6 separate regions of the Sus scrofa genome follow, and regions 1, 2, 3, 5 and 6 are each linked to region 4. Evidence: chromatin contacts called from public Hi-C, HiChIP or PLAC-seq and promoter capture Hi-C data. All regions are on one chromosome and are shown on one strand. Each heading gives the region's core, a stretch centred on a gene start, on an enhancer-like site or on the middle of the called end of the contact. The rest is flanking DNA. Distances are from core to core; before and after follow the strand shown.

What was found. Promoter capture Hi-C pulls out the DNA fragments that hold promoters and counts their contacts. Hi-C and Micro-C count contacts between places; a contact is called where the count stands out from the background. HiChIP or PLAC-seq counts read pairs in DNA pulled down with a chosen protein or histone mark.
Region 1: a contact with region 4 is called in an H3K27ac HiChIP or PLAC-seq map of alveolar macrophages. The contact joins the promoter of GRHPR here to the promoter of ALDH1B1 in region 4. A contact is called at or near these places in 1 of 47 Hi-C or Micro-C datasets (liver) and 1 of 2 datasets of contacts at active chromatin or transcription factors (alveolar macrophages).
Region 2: a contact with region 4 is called in a promoter capture Hi-C map of fetal skeletal muscle, with 6 times the contacts expected there. The contact joins the promoter of ZBTB5 here to the promoter of ALDH1B1 in region 4. A contact is called at or near these places in 3 of 5 promoter capture datasets (fetal liver, fetal skeletal muscle and liver) and 2 of 2 datasets of contacts at active chromatin or transcription factors (alveolar macrophages and skeletal muscle).
Region 3: a contact with region 4 is called in a Hi-C map of retroperitoneal adipose tissue, with 2.3 times the contacts expected there. The contact joins the promoter of POLR1E here to the promoter of ALDH1B1 in region 4. A contact is called at or near these places in 2 of 5 promoter capture datasets (liver and skeletal muscle), 11 of 47 Hi-C or Micro-C datasets (alveolar macrophages, embryonic fibroblasts, fetal heart ventricle and 6 more) and 2 of 2 datasets of contacts at active chromatin or transcription factors (alveolar macrophages and skeletal muscle).
Region 5: a contact with region 4 is called in an H3K27ac HiChIP or PLAC-seq map of skeletal muscle, with 8 times the contacts expected there. The contact joins the promoter of FBXO10 here to the promoter of ALDH1B1 in region 4. A contact is called at or near these places in 1 of 47 Hi-C or Micro-C datasets (brain) and 1 of 2 datasets of contacts at active chromatin or transcription factors (skeletal muscle).
Region 6: a contact with region 4 is called in a Hi-C map of fibroblasts, with 1.9 times the contacts expected there. The contact joins the promoter of TRMT10B here to the promoter of ALDH1B1 in region 4. A contact is called at or near these places in 1 of 5 promoter capture datasets (fetal liver), 2 of 47 Hi-C or Micro-C datasets (embryonic fibroblasts and fibroblasts) and 1 of 2 datasets of contacts at active chromatin or transcription factors (skeletal muscle).

The regions. Positions count from the first base shown.
Region 1 is chr1:238,137,139-238,141,723 of Sscrofa11.1, forward strand. GRHPR (glyoxylate reductase/hydroxypyruvate reductase) reads left to right here and starts at 2,626. Exons shown (of 9, transcript XM_021066121.1): 1 at 2,626-2,782. The coding sequence starts at 2,700.
Region 2 is chr1:238,174,763-238,179,459 of Sscrofa11.1, forward strand. It overlaps ZBTB5 (zinc finger and BTB domain-containing protein 5), which reads right to left and starts at 2,715. Exons shown (of 2, transcript XM_021066137.1): 1 at 2,472-2,715.
Region 3 is chr1:238,195,130-238,199,268 of Sscrofa11.1, forward strand. POLR1E (DNA-directed RNA polymerase I subunit RPA49) reads left to right here and starts at 2,530. Exons shown (of 12, transcript XM_021066147.1): 1 at 2,530-2,694; 2 at 3,557-3,660. The coding sequence starts at 2,619.
Region 4 is chr1:239,106,753-239,111,238 of Sscrofa11.1, forward strand. ALDH1B1 (aldehyde dehydrogenase X, mitochondrial) reads left to right here and starts at 3,062. Exons shown (of 2, transcript XM_003353586.5): 1 at 3,062-3,318.
Region 5 is chr1:238,305,418-238,310,045 of Sscrofa11.1, forward strand. FBXO10 (F-box only protein 10) reads right to left here and starts at 3,243. Exons shown (of 11, transcript XM_021066155.1): 1 at 3,100-3,243.
Region 6 is chr1:238,512,816-238,517,557 of Sscrofa11.1, forward strand. It overlaps TRMT10B (tRNA methyltransferase 10 homolog B), which reads left to right and starts at 3,227. Exons shown (of 9, transcript XM_001928975.4): 1 at 3,227-3,297.

The sequences.
Region 1 (4,585 bases), core at 1,376-3,875, 970 kb before region 4:
AACTTCATATGCTATGGGTGTGACCAAAAAATAGTACTTGAATAACCAGTTAACTATTTGGAAAAACATTAAGGAGAACCCCACCTCAAACCATATACACAAAATGTCCCACATGGATTTAAGATTTCAATACAAAAGTGAATTTATATATAATTCCTACGAAAACATTTTTTCTTACCTTCATTTTGAATTTTTGCATGTTCCATATTTCCACCCCCCTGCGGGAGCTGTGGCCCTGAGTCTCTGTCAGTCACCCTGGTGTCTCCCTGGCTGCCATTGCTTGGAACTACTAAGAGCTCTATAAATCCTAGCTGCTTATTCATTTGTTTTACCCAGTGAAGCCCTGGTAAGGCTCCCGATCTCTCTCCACTTGGGATCCTTCCTCCCCAGCTCTTTACCGCTTCATCTGATCCCCCATAGGGGCGCTCAGCTGGCTCCATGGCCACCACCCAGCAGGGCACTTTGCCTCAGGATGGGGAGGAGGGGGCCCATTGACGTGTCATGTCCCCTCCTGCTCCTGGCGGACAGGCTTGCCCAGTGTCCTGGCCTGTCCTGGTGTGGGGGAGGAGCTGGGGCAAAGTGTCACCACTGATTAACAGAGGATGGAGCCATAGGGCTGTGCTGTCCCCAGAAGCTCTGCTCTGGGGACAGAAAAACACCTTGTTGTGTCAATGTTTGAGGTATTTCAGAAACTGTCCCTGGGGTGGCCTAGTAGGGCAGAGAGCTGTGGGTAAGACATTTATTAATGCTTTACTCACAGGAGGGAGATGGCAGGGTGGAGCCCTGGCCAGGGATCCAGGTAGCCCAAGAGGCCACTTCTGGCCCCTCCAGCGACTTGCTGTATGGCCCCAAGCTGGAGATGTCACCTCTCTATGCCTGTCTCTCTTTTCTATCTGGGCCTCGAGGGAGCAGAATGGATTCAGATAAAAGCCACAGAGAAGAGACCACCCGCTAGGGCTTTTTCTTCTAGGTGCTCCCAAGCCTTGGAGCAAGTACCTGAACAGCCTCTGGCAGAGATGGAGCCAGCACAGCTGAGGGAGGCCTGGGGCCCTCCCACGTGTCCTGATCTTGCTTCAGCATCTGCATCTCTGACCAACTGCTATCCCCAGGTGTGGGTTTTCCTTGAATGTGTTACTATTTTTTTTTTTTTTGAGTGTGTTACTATTTATCAAACACCCATGACCTGTGTTACCTTGTGTGGTTAGGCCATTCAAGATAGCTGTTCTCTCTCTCATTTTTTTTCTTTTTTTCTTTTTCTTTTTAGCGCTGCACCTGTGGCATATGGAGGTTCCCAGGCTAGGTGTCCAATCAGAGCTACAGCTGCCAGCCTACACCACAGCCACGGCAACACAGGATCTGAGCCGTGTCTGCAACCTACCCCACAGCTCACAGCAACGCCGGATCCTTAACCCACTGAGTGAGGCCAGGGATTGAACCCGCAACCTCATGTTTCCTGGTCGGATTTGTTTATGCTGCACCACAACTGGAACTCCAGGGTGGCTGTTCTCTTGCTCTCTGTGTGGCCCCTGCTCAACCAGTTCCTGCTTCACTTACATGACTATCCAATCCTCTTAATTATAGGGCTTAATTAGCCCCTGGTAACTGATGAGCCCACCTGATGTCAGGCCCCCTGTAAATGGTTGCCTCCTTCTCCCTTAAGCAGCAAAAATTGCTGCCATGTCCTGCCTGCTGTCTGCTTGATGGGGCGTTGCTCCAGATCCCCTGTCTAATAAACCATTGATGTCTCTGTCTCTAGGCTCTTTCTTTGGTTTCAGGGCTGGACAACTACAAGGCTTGCAGGCCCGTGGGGTGCAGCCCAGCACACCTGCTGTTGTAAGCACTACACATTGTCATCCTCTCAACAAGCCAAGTGTTAGGTACCTACTATTATCCCCATTTTATGATGAGGAAGCTGAGGCATGCACAAATTTAACCACTTGTCCTTAGTGGGTGGCAGGGCTCAGTGCTTGCTGAATACCTAACATGACCCAGGACCCATGCAAACGTTGCTTGCACAACTGCTAGCTTCTTGTAGGGAACTGCACCAAGTGTTAAAGAGGTCTTTCGGGGATTCAGATGGCCCTGGGCCAGGCTCCTGTGTGTGCACAGTAGGCCGAACTCAGAGCCTAGTCTGCGTGTCCAAAGACCCCTGCCTAGAACAGTGTGACCATGGTGGAACAGAGAAGATGGTCAAGGCACTGACGCCCTGGGAATGGGGGTGGTCCCTGACTGCCTCCCCCTCAGGTGGCAGACTCTGACAGCTGTAGGCACCTTTACGGCATCCACACACGTTCACACAAGACTCTCCCCCGGATGCCCCTTTGCCGATACCAACCCCCAATCCATGGCCCGCAAGTCCTAAACCTCTGGGGCAGTGGGTACTCAGAGGTAGGTCCTGGAGCCAAGGGCCTGAGCCTGGGACGAGCCCCAGAACCAGTCTAGGTTTCAGGAAGTCTTGATCACACACACACACACACACACACACACACACACACACAAGGCGCACACTCGGAACCCTGTTTACCCCACACTTAGACACATTGCCACGTCCACTCCCAGTCTGCAGCACAACAATCCCACACGCCCCCACGTGCCCCCGCCCGCTCCAGGCCCGGCCCCGCCCCCCCGAGGCCCCGCCCCCTCCCGCCCCGCTTCCGGTCCGCGGGATCTGGGCCCAGAATCCGGCGGCTCCTGGGTGCATGAGGCGAGTGAGACTCATGAAGGTGTTTGTCACGCGCAGGATCCCCCCGGAGGGCAGCGCTACGCTCGCCCGCGCCGCAGAGTAAGAGGCTGGCGTCCCTGCCCCGCACCGCGCGCCGAGTCCTCTCCTGCCGGGCGCGCGGCCTGCGGGTGGTGGGAAGGGGCTGCGGAGCCCAGGGGAACTGTTCTGGGACCCGGGGCACTGCTCTGGGACTTTGGGCGCTCGGCACGCGGGGTGACTCAGCGTCTCCCGCGCCTCCCGAGGCCCGGGTTATTTTTGGTGGGGTGGACTGGACGGTCCTTGAGGTCAGAGAGCACCCGGGACCCTGCACTTGGGCCGTGGCCAGACTTTGCAACCTGTGCCCAGCTGGAACAGGTTGGAGTTTGGGGAAGCTTTACCTAGGCCTTTGCAGTGACTCTGAGACCTGCAGTTCCCCTGGCGCTTGCAGTGGGGGTGGGGGACAGGGTTGGATCCCTTCCCAGTCGTGGGCCTGGGGAGAGGAAGGTCCAGGCTGTTTGTTAATCCTTTACTCTCCGAGCTCATTTGGCCCTATCAGGGACCTTGGCAGTCCCTGGCCTGGTACCTTTGAACGGCTGTCAGGGGGCCTGTGGTGGTATGTTTTACATTGAGCCAGGCATGGGAGCCTCACTGGGTGCTTCAGGTACGTAAACTCTTAATCCTTCAACACTGTGAAGTCAGTGCTGTAATGCTCATCTTACAGATGTGAAAACTGGAAGAGATGAAGCACCTTGTCCAGAGTCACACAGCTCTGTACGAGGCACAGCTGGGATTTGAACGCAGCTTTTTCTTGTTGCTTTTTAGGGCCGCACCTTTGGCATATGGAGGTTCCCAGGCTAGAGGTTGAATCAGAGCTACAGCTGCTGGCCCACACCACTGCCACGGGAACGCCGGATCCGAGCCATGTCTGTGACCTACACCACAGCTCACAGCAATGCCGGATCCCTGACCCACTGAGCGAGGCCAGGGATCGAACCTGCATCCTCATGGATACTAGTCGGATTCATTTCCACTGTGCCACGAAGGAGACTCCTGAACTCAGCTCTTTCTACATTAGAAAGGTTTGCCCTGCCTGTGTCAAGCAGGGAGAAGGTGGAACCTAGCCTCAGAAACCAGCGCTAGGGGAAAATGAGATTTGTTTACTTCATTCAATACAATAAAACCTTTGCTGTGGATTTGCCATGTGCCAAGCATTGAGGAGGATGAGGAGAGGGCAAGAATAACAATGGCGCTAAGGGCAGCGATACCGCTGTGCCACTGTGGAAAAAGAGGGTGAAAGGAGGCCTGTGTCTGGGGCTTAGGCATGGAGGTGCTGCAGCAGGGCTTTCTGGGAAGTGCCAGTGGCTTTGTCTTGCACATAGAGATGCTTCATATGTGTTGGCTGCAGTGAATTAAATGTCAAGGGCCAGGAGGCTGGGCAGCACTGCCGGGAAATATGCCCAGTGCCCACCAGCCACCATGGAAGCTCTCCCTGAAACTCCGCTGTATTGAATTGCTTTGATCTTATCCAAGTACAAAGTCCAAGTTTCATGAACTCATAGGACAGGACATTCGACTGGACAGGGAATCCAAGCCCCATATGATGCAGTTACACCCCCCACCACCACCGCCACTGGTCTTCCCAACAACAGGCTGCCCAAGGCCTGGGTGCTCACTATCTGTGAGCCTCCCATGGGGATGGAGAAAGCTCTTCCTTGCGTTGCGTCGAGCTGAGAGCTGTCTCTATGACTGTCTTTTCAATCTAGGCCCTTGTCAGCAAGCTGTGCCCTGTGACCGCTCGTCACCCTTCAGCCACCCTCTCAGGACAGTTCTGAGGCTTCCCTGACTTTGACTCCCCTCACCCCGCCCCAGGCAGCTTGAGGCCAG
Region 2 (4,697 bases), core at 1,465-3,964, 930 kb before region 4:
TTAGTAAATAGATGTATAATTAATCAAACAATAAGGCACCCTCTCTCCCCATCCCCCACCGCCAAATAGAGTCTGGAGATTAAAAGCCACTATTCAGTGATAAAAATGATGAAAACAACTGTAAGAGCAATAGTCCCTCAGAAACAGCTGGTCTCTTAGCATATGAGAAGTTGACTTCACCCGTAGACAAAAGGCTCAGTGTAGTGTTACATTCCAGCCCACCTGCTGCACTTACAAAATCTGGCTCTGTTAGACAACATTTGAGAAATGTTAAATACAGGAAAAAGAGAACTCATATGCTTAAAATCAACAGACAAGAAAATATTTGTTTACAACAAATTTGCATTAAAAATAAATAAAAGGTGACAACAAATATGGAATCAATATCTTGGGTTTTTCTTTTCTCTTTCCATAGAGGCAGATTCATATCTCACTACACGTAAGATAGTTTTAACTCTTACCCACACTAAAGAACTTCAATTTAATAAAATTCATGCTAAGTACTTTATTTTTTATTTTATTTTTGTCTTTTTAGGGCCGCATCTGCAGCATATGGAGGTTCCCAGGCTAGGGTTGAATTAGAGCTATAGCCGCTGGCCTACACCACAGCAATTCAGGAACCAAGCCACATCTGCGACCTATACCACAGCTCACAGCATTGCCAGATCCTTAACCCACTGATTGAGGAGAAAGATCAAACCCACATCCTCCTGGGTACTAGTCGGGTTCCTTAACTGCTGAGCCACAATGGGAACTCCCATGTTAAGTACTTTAAATACTAAACATTTACATACATTTTGTATCCAAGTGACTTTTTAAAAATGACTTCAACTTCTTGTGACAGTCTCTTTTGAGAGCACTGAACCCTAAGTTTAGGAAAACATCCCACTCTAAGATTCTTTTCTTGCAAATCTTACCACTTCCAGAATTTTGCTAAACACCTCAAATAGCCAGAATATGGTCTGCAACTATTTCCAGCTAACTATACCTTGTCCTGACACAACTTTTAGGAGAGAAAAGGCAAATCCAAAAACAAGTTGACTTCAGGACTCTTTAAAAAAAAAAAAAAAAAAAAAATCCTGGTTTGTTTATTTAGCAGAACGCAAGAGACCAGAACAGGTCCTCGACCTGTTAAGTCTTAACTGGCAGGTCACCAAGCTGGCAGTGGTGGCACAGCCAGTCTTCCCAAGTTTCCTGGGATTTCCAGAGGGGGTTAAAGCAATAGTGGGAGGCCTTTCCTTGGTTTAGGGGCTTTTCTTTAAAATTCTCTTCCCTCACCGCTAATCTTTTAGCTTACCATCCTCACAACCCAAATCATAGCACTTCACTGAATTCAGTTTCTCCAGAAAATGAGGCATTCAGCCCACCTTTTCAAAATTATCTAAGGCACAACAGCCTATATAACGACAACAAATCATCATTGATGAGTAAGGCACAGCATTCTCTTCAACCTCTAAAGAAAAGATCCCAATGTATGTCATATCTTCTACCTACTAAAACAGAGAAGCATAGAAACACATTTTGGAAATATTTTTGCTTCAATTCCTGAAGGTGAAAGGTTTCTTACTTCCACTAATTAAAATTAACCCCAGAACCCAAGTATACCACTTAGCAATGAAGCTTTTACTGCGCCTTTATGTAAAAATTTTTTGCCAAGTTAAATATTCAGGATTTGTGTCCTATTCAGAAATTAGCTTCCACAGTATCGTCCACAAGGCCAGAATACAGACTGACTTAATAGCAAATGACCTTTTTGGAAGGAAAAAAACTAACCTTCAACTCCCCTTAGTTCACTGCCTAACATGCATAAACCTGTATGTCCTCCAAACAAGGGAGGAGGGGGACAGACTGTTCTTACCACTGCATCCCCTACACCTCCTAGCACGAAGCCTGGAAGCAGTGGGTTTTCAATAAATGCCTATAAACACTTTAGTCCTTTTAGTTGCGGCATTCCAAAACACTGGCTCCGCCCCTCCTGGTTCAGCCGCCGGTTCCCGATTCCAGCTCGCCTTGGCCTTGCTCTGGTGAAACGAAACCTCGTCGCTCAATGAGACCCAGGACAGGGGCAAGGAAGCCACCCGACCCCATTCCGCAGATTCTCTATTCACCCTGCCAGGGTGCTGGTCTTTCCCACGCGATCCCAGGAACCAACGTAGCCCGCCCGCAGATCAGAGGGGGCAAGAGCCCCCGCCCCACTCGGCGGACAGACAGCCTGGCGTCGGGACGCGGGGGACGCCTGCGCAGAACACGCCTCCCACCCGCCTTGGCCCCTCCGCTCTGAGGGTAACAATAACCCTCAGGAAAGACAGGCAGGGCAGACGCGGGGGGGCACCGGTACGCTTCGGCGCGCGCCCAGACACCTAGACAAGACCCTGATCGCGCCGCCCACCCAGCTCCCCCAGAGCTCAACTGTCTCCACGTGAGCGCGCCAGCGCGCGCCACCACCGCTCCCGCTGACAGAGTCGCCTCACCTGAGCCGGGCTCCGCCCCCCTTCTCGCTGGAGGAGGCGGTGACCCTTCTTCGATCCGACCCGACAGTGTGGCAGAAGACCGGAACGTCCAGGCTGGCTCCTCGGTGATGGGATTTCCTCCCTCTTCCGTCCACCCCGCCTCTTGTTGCCCAGCTCCTTCAACCCCTTCGCCGCGGCACTCTTGAGAACACCGCGGCGGCTGCACACAGTAAACGGAAGTGACGCAACGCGAGATCGCCTACTCCGCGGCATTTCTCGTCCCCTCCGGCAGGGGTGCAACCAATCAGAAGGGGAGAGGGCGGGGCCGGGACAGAAGTGCAGCCAGCCGGCGCGCGGTATCTGGAGGAATTTACTCGGCCCCCGGAACACTGACCAATCCGCGGTCCCAGGAGCCTCGCTGTGTTTACTACCGACAGAATCCGTGAGCTCTGTGACCAATCACCGTTTGCCTTACAACACATAAAACTGTTATCAAACGCCTTTGAAGGCGGGATTTATCACTAAGCGGTTCTAGATTTAGACTGTAGAAAAGCGACTGAGTGTGGAGGCCAATCCAGGCCCATTGTGGGTGAGACCAGCTGGTTTTCCTAATTCCACCAATCACAACCACGACTGCCTTTGGTCTGAGCCAGGGGTAAGGCGAGCCCGCGAGGTAGTGTGTGTCCCACCACTGGCTGGACTTGAAGGATTTCCCTACCTTCTCGGCGCCCGGCACTTCGGTGACCACCGGCTCCCTATGGGATGCGAATTTCCTTCGTGGGACCCACTCACGCACGGTGTCCGAGGTTGAGTTCCCATCTCGTAGACTTTGGAAGGAATAAAATATAATTTCAGGAAGCTATATAGGTTGAATTAAGACAAAATCCAAGCTAAAGATGTTGAACCAAAAATTCTGTTCATCTCACAGAAGTTGGGTCCGACGCAGCCCTACGTCCAATCTAGGTGCCAGCGTCTCGAAGCGCTGGTGCCTCCCGGCTCCCCACTGGCACTTTGCTCTGCATTACCTGCCGCAGGTCAAATAAGCCTGCAGTCTCCAGAACCAAACCTCTAAAGAACAGCATTGGGAATGTGGAAGGGTGGCGGACTTCGAAGTGACGCTCTCAGAAAAGAGTAAGCTCCGGGTGGCTTCCAGACCTCCAGGTGCACGCTCGGATGGAGAGGCCAAGCTCTGAGGGACACTGGCTGGAGGGCTTCCGAGGGCACCGGGCCCTGGGGCAGAAAGAAGCTCTCTTTCCCTGGGTGAAGAGGAGGCAAGGAAGCCTGGGAGGGGCCTTCCCCGACGGGAAGTGTAAGGGGCATGGCGCGACTCCAGAGTTTAAGGCAGGCTGGGAACGCAGCTTGATTCTTGGGGCGGCGGGGCGGGGGTGGAGGGAAGACAGACTATTTTTAAAAGGGAACACCCCACTTCAGAATGTGACACTCAAGTTATCTTTGCAGCTGATCTGTCCCTTCACTGTACAGGTTGGAAATGTTGCCCTCGAGGTTTTTTTCTTTAAGGCTTCAATGAGGTCTGATGGTAAATTATTGTTCATTAAGATTCCCTGACATTTTGTAGCCCTTACACGTATTTTATTGCCAGACTGGGTGATTGAGAAAAAAAACGGAATGCTGACAGTAAGCCAGGTAATGTGAGAAGTCTCTTCACCTATGTGACCCTTAGAAACATATGTGAGCTAAAATGTTATCTCAGATTTACAGACTGGCAAAAATTAAAAAGATTTGTATGTTCAGCACTTAGGAACGTGTTTGAAAAAGTCCCATCCTATATTGTAGTTTAGGAGTGTCATTGCTGCCCTCTGAAGATCACTTAGTATCTTCAAATTTTAAATTAGGCATTCATGGAGTTTCCTGGTGGCTCAGCAGGTTAAGGATCCAGCTTAGTCACTGCTGTAGTTGGGGTTCCACCCTGCCTCTGGCAGTGACAAAACAAAACAAAATTTCATTCCCTTCTAGCTGGCAATTCATTTCTGGAAATTCTACTTAAATAAACAAATGTGGTAAAATATATAGGGGAATGTTGATCACAGCTTTGTTAGTGGAAGAAAAAAAAGAAACAATGCGAATGTGCATCTATAGAGGATTGCAATACATTGACATACACCGTATATGTAGTGTGACTCTTTATCCCTAATGATCCCATATGTGTACAAAACAAAACCAGTGAAAACCTGTGTGTGGACATACACATTATAGCTTGTAAATGTATGGCTAAGTTTGAAAGGATAC
Region 3 (4,139 bases), core at 1,280-3,779, 910 kb before region 4:
CTGTTGACTTATGGTCTCTAATATATACATAGATTTAGAAATAAATTGGGAGTTCCCGCTGTGGTACAGTAGATTGATGATCCAGCTTGTCTCTGTGGCATTGACAGTTCTATCCCCGACCCAGCTCAGTGGCTAAGGATCTGGCATTGCTGCAGCTATGGGATAAGTCACAGATGCAGCTCAGTTTCAAGCTCTGGCCCAGGAAATTCCATATGCTACAGGTGAGGCCCAAAAAAGAAAAAAAGCACTTTTAGTTGTAAAATTGTGTTTAGATACATATATTCACTAATTCAGGCCTGGGAGGAGTGACGTCCCAAAAGCAGACATAGATCCTGGTTTCTAAGTATCATTTCTGACCAGAAGAAACCAGAACTCCTTGGAGAAATGAGTGATTTTGGGCTGGGGCAGGGAAAGTACAAGATGAATTGAAACCGTGGCCAGAGAGCAAGGACATGTTCAAAAAAAATAATGTGAACATGTTAAAAGGACACTAACCAGCTTATGGGGTTCCCACTGGCCCAATCTGGGAAAATTTGGCCATGAAACTAAATGACAGTAGCAGATTCCAATCTACTGAATAAAATAAGAATCCACAAATCCATACTGATATTTGTAAGTAAATAAATGAATAATTGAAAGGTGAACAGGATATTTACTTAGTCTATAGTAAAAAAAAATTGCCCACAATATACTTATTAATTACAAAGGGAAAAGAATAACTTTACTGTGGAGAAACATGGCTGATTCCACATTAGTTAAGTGATCAAAGTTACTGTAACCTGTGATGGGACAAATCGAATTGTACATCACCTGACATAACACAATGAGAAGAACAGTATCATATTTGTAAAATTTCTGCCAAAGATGCATAACCTGAAGCTAATCACTTGGAAACATTAGAGAAACATTAGACAAACAGATTGAAGGACATTCAAAATAACTGGCCTGTGAACTTTAAAATTCAAAGTCAGAGTAAGAAACTGTTTTTGGTGGAAGGAGACTACAGAGCTATGCCAGCTAAATGCAATATGTGATTCTGGACAAGATCTTCTGTTATAAAGACATTACCAGAAGAGCTGATGAACTGAAGTGGGAAATGATGAGTATATGGTAGTAATGTAGCAATGTTAATTTCCTGATTTTTATGGCTGTAGTGTAGCCATTTAGGGATCGTTTTTGTCTGTAGGAAATACTATACATGGTCTTCAGGTGTGATGGGGCATCAGGTTGATAACTTACTCTAAAAAGTTCAGGGCCAGAAAATTTCTTTGCACTGTACTTGCAATTTTTCTGTAAGTTGAGATTTGGTAATTAGAAAAGACTTGCTCAGAAAAAGGAGAGCTCAGGTGTTATCTTTTTTTTTTTTTTTTTTTTGTCTTTTTGCCGTTTCTTGGGCCGCTCCAGTGGCATATGAAGGTTCCCAGGCTAGGGGTCTAATCGGAGTTGTAGCCACCGGCCTACGCCAGAGCCACAGCAACGCGGGATCCGAGCCGCGTCTGCAACCTACATCACAGCTCACGGCAACGCCGGATCCTTAACCCACTGAGCAAGGGCAGGGACGGAACCCGCAACCTCATGGTTCCTAGTCGGATTCGTTAACCACTGCGCCACGAAGGGAACTCCCAGGTGTTAATGTTTTTTAGATCATCTTGGAAGTACGTGCAGGGGGAGGGGAAGTCTCAAAAGAAGGCAATTTGGAAAACACAGATGAGTCAACCTGGTTCTTTCCCTTCAACAGTACCCTCCTTTGACTGAGAAAAACGGGTCCTAGCCTGGGCCCATGCTGAAAGATCTGCTTTAATCCTCCTTTTTGCCTAATAACTCCCCATGCGGTAGGGAGGGTTGAATCCGCGGGGACAAAGGACCATGCCTTCTGGTTCCCCCTTCTTGTCCACCCCAGAAGCTTTGAGTCTGCTGGGCCTCTCCCACTGGTCCATACTCTCAGAGTTGATTGAACCACAGGTGGTACTGTGCCAAGGTCCGAGAAGATGAGGTCATGTTACTGTTTACAGGATTGTGGATCACGTTTGGGCTTAAGGATTGATATCCAGGTGTGTGGATGGAGGTCCTGGAAAGCGGCCGGTCTCCGCCAGTCGCCACATTTAGTTAGCGTGCAAGGATTGCCTATCGAAAAATTCTAAATTTGAACTTGGACTTTCAGGCGTCAGTAAGACTTATTTGCCTCGGTGGTAGAGATAGACCATACCCTACCTAGACTCAGCCGCGAAGAAACCCGTCTATGCGCTAAAGCAAGACCTGAAGGTAGTGTGCTCCCTAGCGGCACACGACCTGTAAAGAGCAGGCCGAGTGCTGGGCCAATCACGTGTTGCGCCTTGCTGCGGAGGAAGGAGCGGGGCATAGGGAGCGCAGAGACCCCGCCTCTCCACGCGGAGGGGCGGGCGAAGAGTGAGAGGGGATGGCCCGCCTCAGAGCTCAGCGAGACAGCGCTTAGGGGCCGGGCCTGATGGGGGCGGAGCCACGCATCTCTGCGTGCGCAGGGCGGTGCCCGGAGAGGCCACGCCTCTTCCGCCCTGCCTTTTTTTTTTTTTTTTTTCCACCCGCGTGTACCTAGCGGACGCAGTTGTCTTAACTCCTGTGCTTGGCGGTAGAAGGGCGAGATGGCGGCGGAGGTGTTGCCGAGTGCAAGGTGGCTGTACTGTGGAGACCCCGAAGAGAGCCAGAGAGCTTTACTGGGTAAGGACTGCGGAGCCGGAGCAGAGCTCCCTGTAACTTCCTCCCTTTCTGTCTCGGTATCTACAGCCCTCGTCTTCCCTTACTGGTCCGTCCCCCTTCTCAGCTGGGCCAGATCCCTTCCAGGCTCTACTGCTACTTAGGGCTCGGCCAGGGTTCCTCTGTCATCTCACCGCGTTTCTGTCACCACCTTCCCGCTGAATGAGGCCTTACCAGTTACCCCTTCCCAGTACTCTAGACCCGGTCATCTCCTCACCCATCAAGTCTCAAACCTGCTCCATTTACTTTCCTCCATTGGGCAGAATTTTTCTTTATCTTTTTAGGTCTGGTCCAGGCCTCGTCAGTTAGTCCCATTTCCCCTAGTTATTCCCTCCCGTCGAAGCCCCTCTCTCCTCAGGCCTCCCCTTACCTTCCCATCCCCTCCCCATCCTCTTCCCACCTGGATCCGGATCTCCTTAAGCCCTCCTTTGGGGAGTTCCCATCATGGCTCAGTGGTTAACGAATCCGACTAGGAACCATGAGGTTGCGGGTTTGATTCCTGGCCTTGCTCATTGGGTTAAGGATCCGGCGTTGACGTGAGCTGTGGTGGTGGTCGGATCCCGCATTGCTGTGGTTCTGGCGTAGGCCGGTGGCTACTGCTCTGATTAGACCCCTAGCCTGGAAACCTCCATATGCCGCGAATTTGGCCCCAGAAAAGACAAAAAACAAACAAAAAACAAAAAAAAACCTCCTTTGGGCCAGGACCTGGGCCTCTTTGCCATCCCCATTCCTTCAGTCACTCCCTCTCATTGACTGTCTGTTTCCTCTGCATCATACTCTCTTGGTCCTTCTGCTCTCATGTCATTCCTGGGCTACAATCTTACAGTCCAGTTCTCCAATGGGAAGCTGCAGAATCCAGGCAACATGCGCTTCACCTTGTACAAGAGCAATGATTCCACAAACCCCAGGAAGAGGAGTCAGCGGATCCTGGTAAGTGCTGCAGTAGCTTGTTTTCTCCACTCTGCAGGCTTCAGGAGGCCCCTTGGGTGTGGAAGGGAGTGAGAGGAGAAAAGCAGGGGATAGCAGATTAGCCTTAAAGAACTTTGAGCCCCAGCAGGCTGGTGTGTGGGAGCAGGCTCCATTCAGTTTCACACTTATGGTGAAATGATAGCCCTTTATTCATTTGTTCATTCAGCAACCATCTATTGAACCCCCACTGTGGCTCTGGGCCGTAAGCAGCTAGGGAGACAACTAAGTCAGACATGGCCCCACCCGGAGGGAGCTCATAATCTAGAGCAGCATTTCTCAATCTCAGCACGACTGACCTTCTGACCCAGATAATTCTTTGTTGTGGGGACTGTTCTGCACATCCCTGGTGTTTAGCAGCTTCCCTGGTCTCTACCCAAATATACCTAGCACCTCCTCGTTGTGACAATAGCATGTCAGACATTCCCAGATGTCCCCATAGG
Region 4 (4,486 bases), core at 1,812-4,311:
TCCATCAAATACAGAGAACGGAGGTACCTGCTATGCTTAGTGTAGAATCAATGCCCAGTGCAGCTTGCGTGTCTTTTTGTTTGGAATCTGTCTGATCCATTCATTATCTCAGAGCCTGTAATCTTTTCCAGTAATTTCCTAGACATAGACATATAAGGCACCAAACACTGAAGGATAAAAATAGCTTCTCTTCCTCTGCCAGGCCAGTGTAAACACATCCCTGGGTAACATTTCTTGCTGACAACGACTTGATTATGGCTTGTGTTATCTCACCATTTCCCCTTCAATCCTTTTAGTCTGGACACTCACAGGGGTTCCAGGCCCAATATCCATTCTAAGGCCTGGATGGATCTTTTTTTTGTCAATTAAAAACTGAATCTAAAACATTCTCTCTGCAAAAATCATCTGTGCATTTTACCCTGAGCCACTGCACATTCATCCTTCTTGCCAAACCATGAATGTCAAGCATTGTGGAAGGTTTTTACTTTTTAAATTTTTGGATGCTTTTACAAATGCCTTGCAACAGCACTACTTATTTTGGTGACTTCTGATGCCAGCCACAGTTTAGGAAGTGTCAAGGGTGGGCCTGCTAGATGGGATCTAGATACAGACAAAGCATTCCCTCCATAAATCCCTTTCGGAAAACCATTCATGGTGGAGTCATAGAATTCCAAAGACCACTTAAGCTGGTGCTTCCCAGATATAGTTGTGCATCAGGAGCATATGAGGAAATTTAAAAATTCCTGGATCTCCACCAACATATAATAATTGAGAATCTCTGAAAGTAAGGCCAGGGAGATTGTAAAGCATGTTTTGTTTTTGTTTTGATGCTCCCCAGGCAGTTCTGATGCACAGCTAAGTTTTGGAACCACTTATCTTGTTCAGTCCTTATCTGGTGCTTTACAGGATTTTGCCAAATGGTTTCATATCCCTCCTGGTACTCCCCAGTGATGGGGGCTCACTGCAGCCCCTCCCACCCATCCTTAGCCAGTTCTGCTTTGTCAGGAAGGTCTTCCTCTGCCCCCTCTAACTTTCCCTCACAGGTCTGGCGCTGCCTTCGAGGACCCCACAGACTACATCTTGTTTTTTGCCTTCTGGAGCCTTGGAGGGTGCAGTCCTGTCCCTTGAGTTCTGAGAGGTGGACACTCCCAGTTCCTTCAGCTGCTCCTCACAGGACACAGCCTTTATCCTCTCCCCAAGGGGCCACTTCTTGTTTGCTACTGCGTCTCACACCTGCCCCAGCTTTCCAAGAGGCCTGACCACTGGAAGACTGATAGTTGTTTTGGCATGGATTCACTGCCTCTACAAATGAGGCTTGTTAATGACTGATCAAATAACCCTTAAGTCAATCCACCATGGAATGTCATGCCAAATGCCCAAAGGGTGCTAGGCTGGCCATGTGCTGGGGTGAGGGTGGTGGGGTGAGGGGGCGGGGGGGGCATGGAGGCAGACAGGGCTTTGCAAGGGGCCACACAATTGCTGGGAAAACATGAGCATAGATGTGGCAAGGCACAAGATGTAGTGCTTCTAGTGAAGAATTAAGTTTTGCAGCAAGGACTGTGAACATCCTAAGGATGACATGGTAACAAAAGACTCCATGGAGCTGTAGCTTAGGGAAAGAATTATATAAATTAATCAGGTTCAAACAGGAAAATGTGCATATTCTAAATATATGGAGAGGTAGAGATTTAAGAGAGAGAGTGGGTGCTGACAGAATTGCTGGAAGGGCCAGAGGGATGGAGAATCAGGGAGGACTTGACCTTCAGGACTGACTCAGAACAAGATGGATAGAGTCCACCAGCCTTGTTACCCTCTGAGACCACTTTGGGGGCTATTTAGCTCAAGACACAGTCCTTAGGCCATGATTTAAAGAGCAGGGAACAAGTAGCTGGAGTCAAGGAACCACAGCTGCAGCAGGCATCTCATACCCAGGGAGCTGGAGAAGAATGCAGAAAACCTCACATTTCTGCCATCATACTAGTGATGACCCAAAGGCAGCAGGACTGTACCCTCCACCTGCCACATGTGGCAGTGGTACTGCTAATCGGCACCACCTAGTTTACATTCAGAACTCTAGCTGCAAATGAGGCTGGGGGCCTGCTCAGAGCTTCCTAACTTCTCCAACCAGGAGGGTGCAGTGGAGGTGGAGCCGGTGGAAGACGGCAGGTTCAGGAATTAGCATCCCGTATGGCAACAACAAATGGAAACAGTCTCCATGTCCATCAACAAGCCATCTTACCACACAATTCTAGGCCACCCGGGAGAGGATGATGTTGCCATTTAATTAATTAGTGACACCATAAAAGGTTCAGAGTAAATTGCTTTTAAAAGGCAGCAAAAAAGAAGTCACCATATGATTTCATTTTCATTAAAAGAGTTTTTGAACAATGCAGAGGAAAAAAGTATCAGCAAGATGGATGGTAACGTTTGGGTGAAAGGATTGAAGATAATATTTTTTTCTTCTTGGAACCTTTTCTGTGTTTTCAAAGCTTTCTGCATTGTGCATATATTCTTGGTGTCCTTAGCCCCACCCCACCCCCGCTCCAATGCAGCTTTTAAAAGCTCAAATATAAAATCTACTGGGAAAAAGAGCAGTGAAGGTGGAAGACAAATTAGTGAACCAAGGAAAAAGAAGTGAGAGAGAGGGAAAGGCACAGAAGAGGCTAAGGAGAGCCTCAAGGATAGGAACTCAGGAGTTCCCTTGCTGGGCATCCTAGGTTAAGGATTCCAAGTTGTCACTGCAGCGACTTGAGTTGCTGCTGTGGCGCGGGTTCTATACCTGGCCCTACCTGGCCGGGAACTTCCACAAAACTCGGGCACTGCGCGCGGGGGCGGGGGAGAATGGTAACCTAATAAGGTGCATTGTGTGCAAAGGAGAAAGGAAAAATACAGTTGGGGCCCAGGCTCCCATTGATGTGTGACCTTTGAAGTCCTATCGTTTCTGGATTTTTGTTTCCGCGCCCAAACGTGCGTCTTAGGACCCCTAGCTCTGCGTGGCGATGCCTGAGAAGGAGCGCTTGCATGGTGCGGAATATTCGCAGGGATAGGGGGCCACTAGACCTTGAGAAGGGTAGTGAGCTAGCAGCACCCCCCCCCCCCCCAATCCTGAAGGCATAGAACAGCCAGCGCTTGGGGGTAGGAGCGGCGTTGGCCGCGCTGCGGAAGGTCTGCGGCGCCCTGGGCGCAGGCGGAGCCTCATTGGCTGCTGAGCTTCGAACTACGCGGAGGCGGGGCCTGTGGCGAGCCCCGGGCCGGTGGCCAGACTAGACCTGGGGGAGTCGGATCCCAAAACAGACCGCGAGCTCCAGCCTGCTGCAGGTAACTGGCGCCCCTCTCTCCTCGGCCCCCACTTCTCACGGACTGGCCACGACTCCCTTCGCTGCAACGCAGGCTTCCTCCCTGGGTCTCGGCTTCCCGATTTGGGGGCCCGCCTTTCCGCCCGAGGGAACGCTGTGGGAACCTCTTCCTGCTTCCCACCCCGCCTCCCACACCGGGTCTCTGGGTGGCGCCGGAGGGGCCCTGAAGACACAGACCTTTGAAACCTCAAATCTTCCCGGTTACCTTGACCTCGTCGCTCCCCGCCACTGGGCCCACTGTAGTAGAGAGCCCCGGATTGTAGCTGTGAGGCCAGTACACGCACTCCCTCCAGCAGAAAGGATAAGGTGGGCGCTACCCGGTCCTCGATGACCCAGTGGGCACAGTGGGCGCTAATAAAAGAGTTGTCCGTAGGAGGGGGGAAACACAAAGATAGGGCTGTGGGAATCCAGGCTGAGGCTCCTATTCTTACTTGCTGTGTGTCCTCAGTGAGTCCCAGAACCTCTCTGATCCCCAACCTTCTTCCAGAATGGGTTGTCATCATCAACCTAAATTCTCTTGGGGCTTCTAGAAGCCTCAGGTGAATTGATTGCTCAGAAGATGGCCTGCAGACTGTAAAGTATGATGTTCTGTGAGCACTTCTCTACCCACATGATGGTGGAGGCCCCTGAGGCGACCCCAAGTAGGTCCCTAGAATAGAAACAGCCTTGGCTGTGCATGAAAGTAGCCTTGCCAACCTTGGTCTGTGATCAATCCTCTTGCCCTCTTTAGCCCCCTCCACCCCTACCCCGTGGATTGGTTAACCCCCCCATCCACCTTATCCTGACCTCCCCAGGGACTCCTCCCTCCTCAGACGCAGGCCTAATGGATGCAAGATCGCTTCTGTCCCAGCGTGGGTCAGAGTCCTGAACAGAGTGAACCCTGCATGCACCCCTGTCAGGTCTGCTGGCTCAGCTTCTCCCCAAGGGATGGCTTCCTAGGAATCTTTCATTTGTGTGGGGCTGGGGACTTAGCTGGGGCCTTGTTTCCCTGGATAAGTTCTTTGCTCCTCTCCCTGCCCAGTGGCAGGGGGTAGGGGTGCTGGGGTAGGGCAGGTGCAATTCTTTCGGGGGCTTGTGGGATAAGGTCAAGTGAGACAGCAGATGTGTAGAGATGTGCTTCAGCGAATCTA
Region 5 (4,628 bases), core at 1,993-4,492, 800 kb before region 4:
GACTCCGCAGTTCTCTCCCCTCTGGAAAGTGGGAGTAAAACGGACTTCTTTGGACTGCTTTAAGCCCTTAGGGGACTTGGAAATAGGAACCATCAGAATACTCACTTAGAAGGGCATTAAAGACTTGGGGAGATTATTTGGAAAAATAAAAAAATGTTACTGCTTAGAAGGTAACTGCTGATATGAGACATATAGGTTAGTAAACATCCAAAATGAAATAGACAAAATCTTAATCAAATATCTATCTACTTTTATGTACACAATACTGTGTAGGAAACTAATATATCACTAAGCTAACAGAAAGAGAGTAATGAGAGGAAAAAACAGACATTTTAAACAAAGCCCATGATAGGTGACTAAAGAGAAGGCTCATTCATTAAGGCAAACTGAAAAGAACAAAATGCTTTTTTTTTTTTTTTTTTTTAAGGACAGCACCCACGGCATATGGAGGTTCCCAGGCTAGGGGTCCAATCAGAGCTGCAGCCACTGGCCTATGCCACAGCCACAGCCATGAGCCACGTCTGCAACCCACACCACAGCTCACGGCAACGCCGGATCCTCAACCCACTGAGCAAGGCAGGGATCGAACCCACAACCTCATGGTTCCTAGTCGATTCGTTAACCACTGCACCACGATGGGAACTCCCCACAAAATGCTTCTTGTACCATCTATTATTACCATGTGACTGAGAAACATAAAAGAAATTTGTTGCTTTCTTACACCTTCCTTGAAAAGCATATCAGTGTGTGATGTCTTCTTGGTTGCCCAGGACACTATCCTTCCATCTCCAAAAGCTCTCACTGGCTTGTAATCTACATCTTTTTCAGAGCCCCACTTATTTGCCCTTGCATGTGGTAATGCTCCTGGATCATCCCTACAGAGATGCTGAGATCCCTAAGCCAGGGTCAATACATGTTTTTATCTGTTTCTAGTCCCACTCCTGCTGGCCCTGCCATCGATGTATGTTTGTTAAAGAAAACAAGAAAAAGTAAAGAGGCTGGAAGTAAGAAAGGATAGTGTGACTGCCCTGCAACTGAGAAAAAAAAAAAGGACCACCATCAGAAAGCAAATCCACAGGGAACTGGGGCTGCTTGACCATGGATTTCTCAACAGCTACTTGTGCTATCATAAAAATACAATTCATCTGATAACCATGGAAACCATAATGAAGGCACTGTAGTAAGGGTGGCTCTTTTCAGAAATTTAAAAACAGTAAGAGGCCAGAAACCAGAAAAAGAAACCCAAGCACTGCAGCCCCAGGAAATCCCTTACTAAAAGCCCTGACAAAGCAGCATTTTCTCCAGTCTCTACAATCTCACCAGGCTTCAACAAGGGCTCTGGGACTGCTGTTACTGAACATGAAACAATTCAGGCCTCTCTGTGTGCTTCCGTCCCTTGGGGCCAGCTGCTATGAGAAAGGCTCAAGGGGAGGTGGAATTTACTGTTATTTTGAGATGTATTGAGAACCAGCAGAGGAGTACTTGTGTATTTCTTCTCCAGCTCCTAGTAGGTATACAAGCACATAGTAGGCTGTTCATAAATACTTGTTGTATAAATGAGGAATTGGGTTATAATTCAGGGAAAGCACAGCATCTGGTAAATACTATGTGTTCCAACATTTTGTCTGTCTTGTGCCAACATTTTGTCTGGTCTTGTGAAAAATCAAAATCCTGTCCTCAAATCTGGGCCTAGGAGTTCCCACCATGGCTCAGCGGTAACGAACCTAACTAGTATCCATCCTCATGACTAGTACCATGAGGTTGCCAGTTCAATCCCTGGCCTTGCTCAGTGACTTAAGGATCTGGTGTAGCCACGAGCTGTGGTGTAACTCACAGACATGGCTCAGATCCCGCATTGCTGTGGCTGTGGTGCAGGCTGGCCACTGCAGCTCCCTTTCGACCCTAGCCTGGGAGCCTCCATATGCCACAGGTGCAGCTGAGGAGCAGCCTAAGGAGGAAGCTAGATTAAACTGTTTCCCAGGCATCTGCTGGGTCTGACAGTCAATCACTATATTGCACTTTTTTTTGGGGTGGCAACACATGCCTGGCACTTTTCTTTCCCCTCATTGGGAACCTGATACTGATCTGCTTCAGAACATTAATGTTCCCATCCTGCCTGACTCATCTGGTAGGAACAACTGGTTCACATGCCAACTGTAAATGAGAAGGCAAAGGATCCCACTTGGCTTCTTTCTCGTGAAATCAAAACAGCACTCTTTTTAGGACTAAATATATAGAAACGGAGGTGTGTGATGATTCTACACACCCTTCCCTAGTTTACTGATTTTATACAACTTGTACTAAGAGAACTAATTACTGATCATTTCTGTTCCCGGACATTGTGCTGAGCCCTATTACACTTAACATTCACAACAATCTCCTGAGCTAATTACTGTTATTATTTTGTTTTAACAGGTGAGGGTAATATCTGGCTCGAGATCACACAGTAAGTGGCAGAACTAGGATTTGAACCTAGGTCTGACTGACTCCAGACTTCTGGCTCTTCAAATCACTTTCCCATCTGTTCTTCACTGTAGTCCTGTGAGCGACGCAGGGCTAGGGTTATCATCTTATTTTAAATATGGAGAAGACGAGTCTCAGGAGAGGCTTATAAAAAACAGAGAAAATACAAGATGCCCGGCCCCAGACGCTCCTGCGTTCCTAGGTGAGGGTTCTATTCCATCTCAAGAGTGCTTTTTCTCTTCGACTTCATTAACACACTCGCAAAACCTCAAGGCTGAAGGCAACCGGAGAGATGCACTTTCCCAGCCCGATCATTTCACAGGAGGGGAAACCGAGGCACAGCTGTTCTTCGGCGCAGCTGAGCCTCCAGCTGCCAGCAGAGTGCGGGAGCTCTGGGCCGTGGGCGGCCCGAGGGCACCTTCTCCGGGTCCCGCCGGGGCCGGGTGCTCAGCCTCCGGTAACACCGAGCGGCGCCAGCTCCGCCGGGCGTCTAGAGAAGCGCCCCAGGTCCCGGGGAGGTAGCCCCCAGGCGCCCGAGCCCCTTCCCAGGGCGGCCCCCAGCTCCGGGGCCGGGGCATCCCAGGGACGCGGGCGGAACGACTTGGCCCACAGCCTCCTCGGGCCGTCCCCTCTTACCTCGCCAGGAGCTGTCCGGGACGCTTGCCCACACCAGTGCGGGCCGCGGGCACCGGGCCGCAGCGTTAGCGGGGAAGGACTGCGGCGCGCGGCCAGAGGCGGGCGGGCACGTTTGGAGCCCCGCCCGGGGGCGGTATTTGTAGGGCTGGTGCAGGGCGAGCGTCGTCACGTGACGCGCAGGGTGGGGGATGCCGGGAGAGGCGGGCGCGGGGCTGGCTGGGCTTCTTGGACCACCGCGGAAGGGAACGCTTGAGGAGTCGCTGCAGGGAGGACTGGAAAGGGGGACGCTTGGAAAGGGGGACGCTAAGGCGGCGAATGAGTCTTAAGATGCTGCGATGTCGAGCTTGAATAAGGGCGGTTAAGGCTTGTACTACGTGGCCCCACAAAGGTAGAAATAGAATCAGTGGGCGGAAATTGCAGGGAGGCAGCTGCGGTCAATATAAAGATTCTTCCAATCACCAGTTATCTATCAGAGTAATGGGCTTTTTCTGGGAGGAGGTAGCAACTTTGTAGGTGTGTACATAGAGGCTGGGTTTATTCATTCAACAAACTGACCACTGGCTATGGGCCAAACAATATACTGGGAGGATACATTAAATAGTTTTACATATAGTGTTCAGCACAATGCCTTCCATGAAGTAAATGTCATCTAAGTGTTAGTTGCTGCTGCTGCTGCTGTTATTATTCCAGCACCAGGGTGAATAAAGCTGATGTGGTTCCTGTCCTTCTTAATTCTCAAGTGGAGAAGGTAGTCATCAGATATCATTTAAATAAATATGTACTTAAAATTGTGTGAAGTAGAGTGAAGGAACCCATATTTAAAACTAGGGGGTAAGGGATAGGGGTCTGGGAAGACCTTTCAGATACAGGTAAGGAGTTGACCAGATAGAAGAGAGGCAGGGAAAGCCTGTGTGAAAGCTCTTGGGTGGGGTGGAACAGAAGAGAGAAGGCTGCTCTTTGAGTAAATGGAAGATGTCCAGTTTGCCTGAAACTTCTTGTGTTGACAGAGAACAGTGTTAAGTGAAGTTAAAGGTAGGTAGGGTCCAGATCATGCAGCACTTAGTAGGCCATGATAAATTTTTTTTTTTTTTGTCTTTTTTGCCTTTTCTAGGGCCTCTCCCACGGCATATGGAAGTTCCCAGGCTAGGGGTCTAATTGGAGCTGTAGCCGCCAGCCTATGCCAGAGCCACAGCAACGCGGGATCCAAGCCGTGTCTGCAACCTACACCACAGCTCTCGGATCCTTAACTGAGCAAGGCCAGGGATTGAACCCACAACCTCATGATTTTTAGTCAGATTCGTTAACCACTGAGCCACGATGGGAACTCCCATGATAAATATTTTTAAATTTTATGTAAAAGGAAGCTGTTGAAGGGGTGGAGGATGTGGGTGATTTGATACCTTTTTTTTAAAAAAACAAAGTAGGCCGGCTACTCTGTAAAGAATAGACAAAAATAAGAGTGGAAGTAGTCAGATGGGTTAAGACTTGGACTGGAGTAATGGTAGTAAAGGTGGAGAGAAGTGGATTTG
Region 6 (4,742 bases), core at 1,977-4,476, 590 kb before region 4:
GGGGCAGAGGTGAAGGTGTTAAGTCACAAACGTAATCTCTCCCCAGTCGGAAGGAAAGTAATAGAGAAGAGAATCTTCCTATCCCGTTACTAGTTGCTTGTTAACTGGCATTCAGTTAACCAGTACTTGTGCCAGGAAAAGATTTTCTTAGATGCCTGTTTCTTTTCACAGAATACTTGAAATAAAATTTAAATAAGGCTCTTGTAAACAGATTTTTTTTTTTTTTTTTGGCTTGTGTGGCATATGGAAGGCCAGATGTGTGGCATATGGAAGTTCCCAGGCCAGGGGCCAAATTGGAGCTGCGGCTGCCAGCCTATGCCGCAACTACAGCAACACAGGATCTGATCCACATCTTCGACCTACACCACAGCTCACAGCAATGCTGGATCCTTGAGCCACTGAGCGAAGCCAGGGATCGAACCCGCATCCTCATGGATACTAGTTGGGTTTGTTACTGCTGAAGCACTACGGGAACTCCAGGCTCTTGTAAACAGAGTTTAAGTGATCTCATGACAATGAAAAATAAAACAGGACACCCACATAATAAAAATCATATGATGTTAAACAGGACTTGAATACTTTTACAAGCAGAAAGCTGTGAAGAGCTACGTAACTGACTTAAGTGCACACAATGTGTGTTCACAAGTTTAGGGAAGAAGGGCAGGACTTCAACTCAGTCAGGGCTTGGATGCTGGTAGGGTTGTTACAGGCACTTCTCTGGGCCTCAGTTTCCCCAAGTGACAAAAGAAAATAACACTAGTCTCATTAGTGAGGGCCTACAGTGTGCCTTATGTAGGTATCTTGAATACATTTTCTTATCCACACAACACCCCGAACTAAGAGATTGTTACATAATGTACATTCGGCATTATTGTGAGAAATAAATACATGTGGAAGGCAGGACATAAGACTGTGAAGCCTCCAGCACAGGCACTCAAATGTTTGTTTCTTTCTTTCTTTGCTTCTTCTCCCCTCAAATCCATGTACTTCCTTGGGTTGTTACTCTATGGAGCTGGTATTTTGCTCTGAGCCTCCATGAGGAGTATAAGTCCCAGAAGTTCGGAGAAATTCATCATTGCTTGTTGAGAAGCTGAAGTGCAGAGGGTTTGCCATGTTTAGCACTTCCTCTGAGATACATAGCTCCCCCTACATGAGAGCCGGATGGGACTGCCTACTCCCCAACACAAGAATCAATTGTTTAATGACTGAGAAACTACGGGATATGAACACTCCTTCCTTTTTCCACCCACCATCATCTTGGGAGATTCATTTCTTTAAACAAACATTTATGGTACACTCATGCCAGGATGCTCGATGTAGGATTATGGCTGTGAATAGGTGGGTGAGAATCTGGTCTTCAAGAGCTCCTGGTCCAAGAGGTAAGATGACACACAGAGACCTACACTCTAAGTCATGGTGTACTCAGGACCCCCAAAGAGAACAGCTAAGGTGCTATGAGAGTTCACAAGAGAGAAGTAACTTGAGTGTGTTGGTGGTGGGGGTGTGGGAGAGAAAGTGGTGATTAGGGAAGGCTTCCTGTAGAAGGCAGCCTGAATTAGAGCAAGGATGTCAAGAAGTATTTACTGAGTAGCTACTGTGTGTCAAGTCCTGGCTTTAACAGATAGGAAGGTAAGCTTTTCTCAAGAAAGGAGAAAAATAACCCATTTGTTTATTCTACTGACAAATATTTATCGTGCAGTGGCACCAGGAATACAACCATCAACATGATAGATGTAGTCCCATCAAAGAACTTACAATTTCAGGGAATACACAGGAAAAAAAAAAAAAAAGATTACCGATAGATGAAAGTGAAATCAAGAAAATGAAGAGTGTTAGTATGGGGCTGGGATGAGCCAATTTTCCCTATAGGTGGTCAGTAAAGGCCTCTCTGAAGAGGCAAGGTTTAAGCTGAAGCCTAAAAGGTAAGAAGGAGGCAGTCACGGAAAAACAGGGAGGAAATGGAACAGTATCTGCAGAAGCTGTTGGTGTGTTTAAAGCATTTCAAGAAGACAGGTGCGACTGCAACACAGCAAGCTGGAAGAAGAGTGATAGATGAGGTTGGTGGGGCAGCCAGGAACCAAGCATGCAAAGCCTTGAGAAAGTTGGATTGCACATCCAAGTACCATGGGAATCCGCTGAGGAGTTTGAGGTAAGGGAGACAAATAATCATATGGTAAATGAATGGGCGCCCAAGGAGGGTGGGCAGTAATACCAGCTAGGAGGTCTTTTCTGTGAGGAAGTGGCTGTGAGCTCAAAGATGAAGAGACACAAAAGCAGTGGCAGGGAAGAAGGAAAGGTATTCTGCAAGACACACGGACTGGCAGGGGCGGTGGGAGCCGCTGAAGACCATTTGAGCCACTTAGCAAATCCTGCTGAGTGGGGAGCCAAGGCCAGTTTACAAACAGAGACATTAGAGGTGGGTTTCAGAAAAAAAGCTTTCTGGGGAGGAAAGCATAGTTAATTTCATTCAGTATTTTACAAGGTGCTCCAGTAGCAGATAAAGGATGGATTAAAGCACGGACTGGAAACCAGTGGGTAGGTGTTGGAGATGCTCTGTAAAGAAAAGGGGGAAAACTGTGAGGTCAAGGACAGATCCAGCAGGGCTTGGTTTCCCCAGGCAGGAGGTATTTCAGGCTCTTTCATAGTATGATCTCTCAAAAGGGTGAGACTCCTAGGACTGCAGGAATAAATGGAAGAGCAAATGGTAGTTTTTATCAGGGCAAGGTTTGGGCAAGTAACTTCAGCTCTCCGAGCAGTAGTTTCCCTGGGGATTTTGAGGAGAGATGGAGAAGGGAGAGTGGCCGGAGGCTAGGCTCAAGCCAGGAGACCTGTTATTATCCTGGACGGCCGGGTGGTGGTGAGGGGAGCTGTGTCAGCTCGTGGGCCTCGCTGCTTGTGGGGAAGCACAGAGAGCCCGGAGAAAAGCAAGGCTCCCACGATGAGAGCTGAGGGGTGGTTCAAGTCTGGTTTCAGCCCTTAAGAGCCACCGAAGGGGCTGGTCAACCTGCAGCAGCCCTGTGCAGTCGGCAAGCGACTGGGATTGTGGGCCCAGCTAGTAGGCTAGAAAACAGAGGCTCAGTGAGGCGCGGCAACCTTTCGGTGGGACGCAATTCATTTGTGCCACTATGGGGCTTGGGAGCCGACACCAAAGCCTCCACTCTGGGCCCTGCACACCTAGCTGCCAGGCTGAGAACTACAACTCCCAGAAGGCCATTCTCCAAGAGAACAGAACCGGAAGTGAAGTCGGAGGCGGGGCCTGAAGGCGCCGCTGCCTCTGCGTTAAGGTGAAGGGTTCAGGTATGCGTCGGGCTTGTTGCGGTAAGGGTGGGGGTCCGGCCTGGGGCTGCTTCTGTTTCGCGGGCAGGGCATTCGCCCGGAAAGCCAGGGCCTGCGCAGCAATCGTGTGACATTATTTTCTCTACCTTTCTTGGTACTTCCTTCCTGCTTTCCGTAGCCCTCGAAGCCTATGGGCCAGACGGGGCCTACACGCGGGGTACTGTTGAACCCAGAGTCAGGGTGTTCTAGTGCTGAAAGGTGCCAGAGGAGTGGAGCCGCCTTTAGTGGCTAAAACAGAATGAGAAGATGAGAGAAGCATGCAGAGTTTGGTCCATCACTTAGCGCCCAGGAATATGCTCATCAGGTGGGACTTGGGTTATAAAGTTGTGAGGCCTCTATCAACTTAGAGATAGAGGTGGAGTGGAGAATTTATTAATTTGGCAAGTCTTTATTGGTTGTCTGTTATGTATGACGCTCATTTCCAGGCATAGAGGATATAGTGAACAAAGCGAACAGAACACCTGCTGACATTATAGGCACGGGAAAGTTCAGGCAGAAAATTAAGTAAAATATGTGCCATGTTGGTTAGTGAAAATCTGAATTAAGTGAGGAAGATAATCATAAGTTATCTCCTGCCAACCACACACAGAAACTTGTTGCGCTATGCTTTTTTTGTTTTGTTTTTTGTTTGTTTGTTTTGTCTTTTTGCTATTTCTTTGGCTGCTCCCGCGGCATATGGAGGTTCCCAGGCTAGGGGTCTAATCAGAGCTGTGGCCGCCAGCCTACGCCAGAGCCACAGCATCGCAGGATCTGAGCCGCGTCTGCAACCTACACCACAGCTCACGGCAACGCCGGATCGTTAACCCACTGAGCAAGGGCAGGGACCGAACCCGCAACCTCATGGTTCCTAGTCGGATTCGTTAACCACTGCGCCACGACGGGAACTCCTGCGCTATGCTTTTAAAATCTTGGCATTTTGGAGTTCCCGTTGTGGTTCAGCAGAAATGATTATGACTAGGATCCATGAGGATTCAGGTTCGATCCCTGGCCTTGCTCAGTGGGTTAAGGATCTGGCATTGTGGTGAGCTGTGGTGTAGATGCAGCTTGGATCCAGTGTTGCTGTGGCTGTGGTGTAGACCAGTGGCTACGGCTCCAATTCGACCCCTAGCCTGGGAGCCTTCATATACCATGGATCCGACCCTAAAAAGACAAAAAAAACAAACAAAAAATTTTGGCATTTTGGAGTTCCCCTTGTGGTTAAGTCTCAGTGAGGATGTGAGTTTGAACCGTGGCCTGGCTCAGTGGGTTAAGGATCCTGCGGAGGGGCATAGATGGAAGATGCAGTTTGGATCTGGCTCTGCTATGGCTCTAATTTGACCCGTAACCTGGGAACTTACCTATGCCACAGCTCGGCCCTAAAAAAGAAAAAAAATCATGGTATTTTATTGTAAGTAAATTGTACCGCA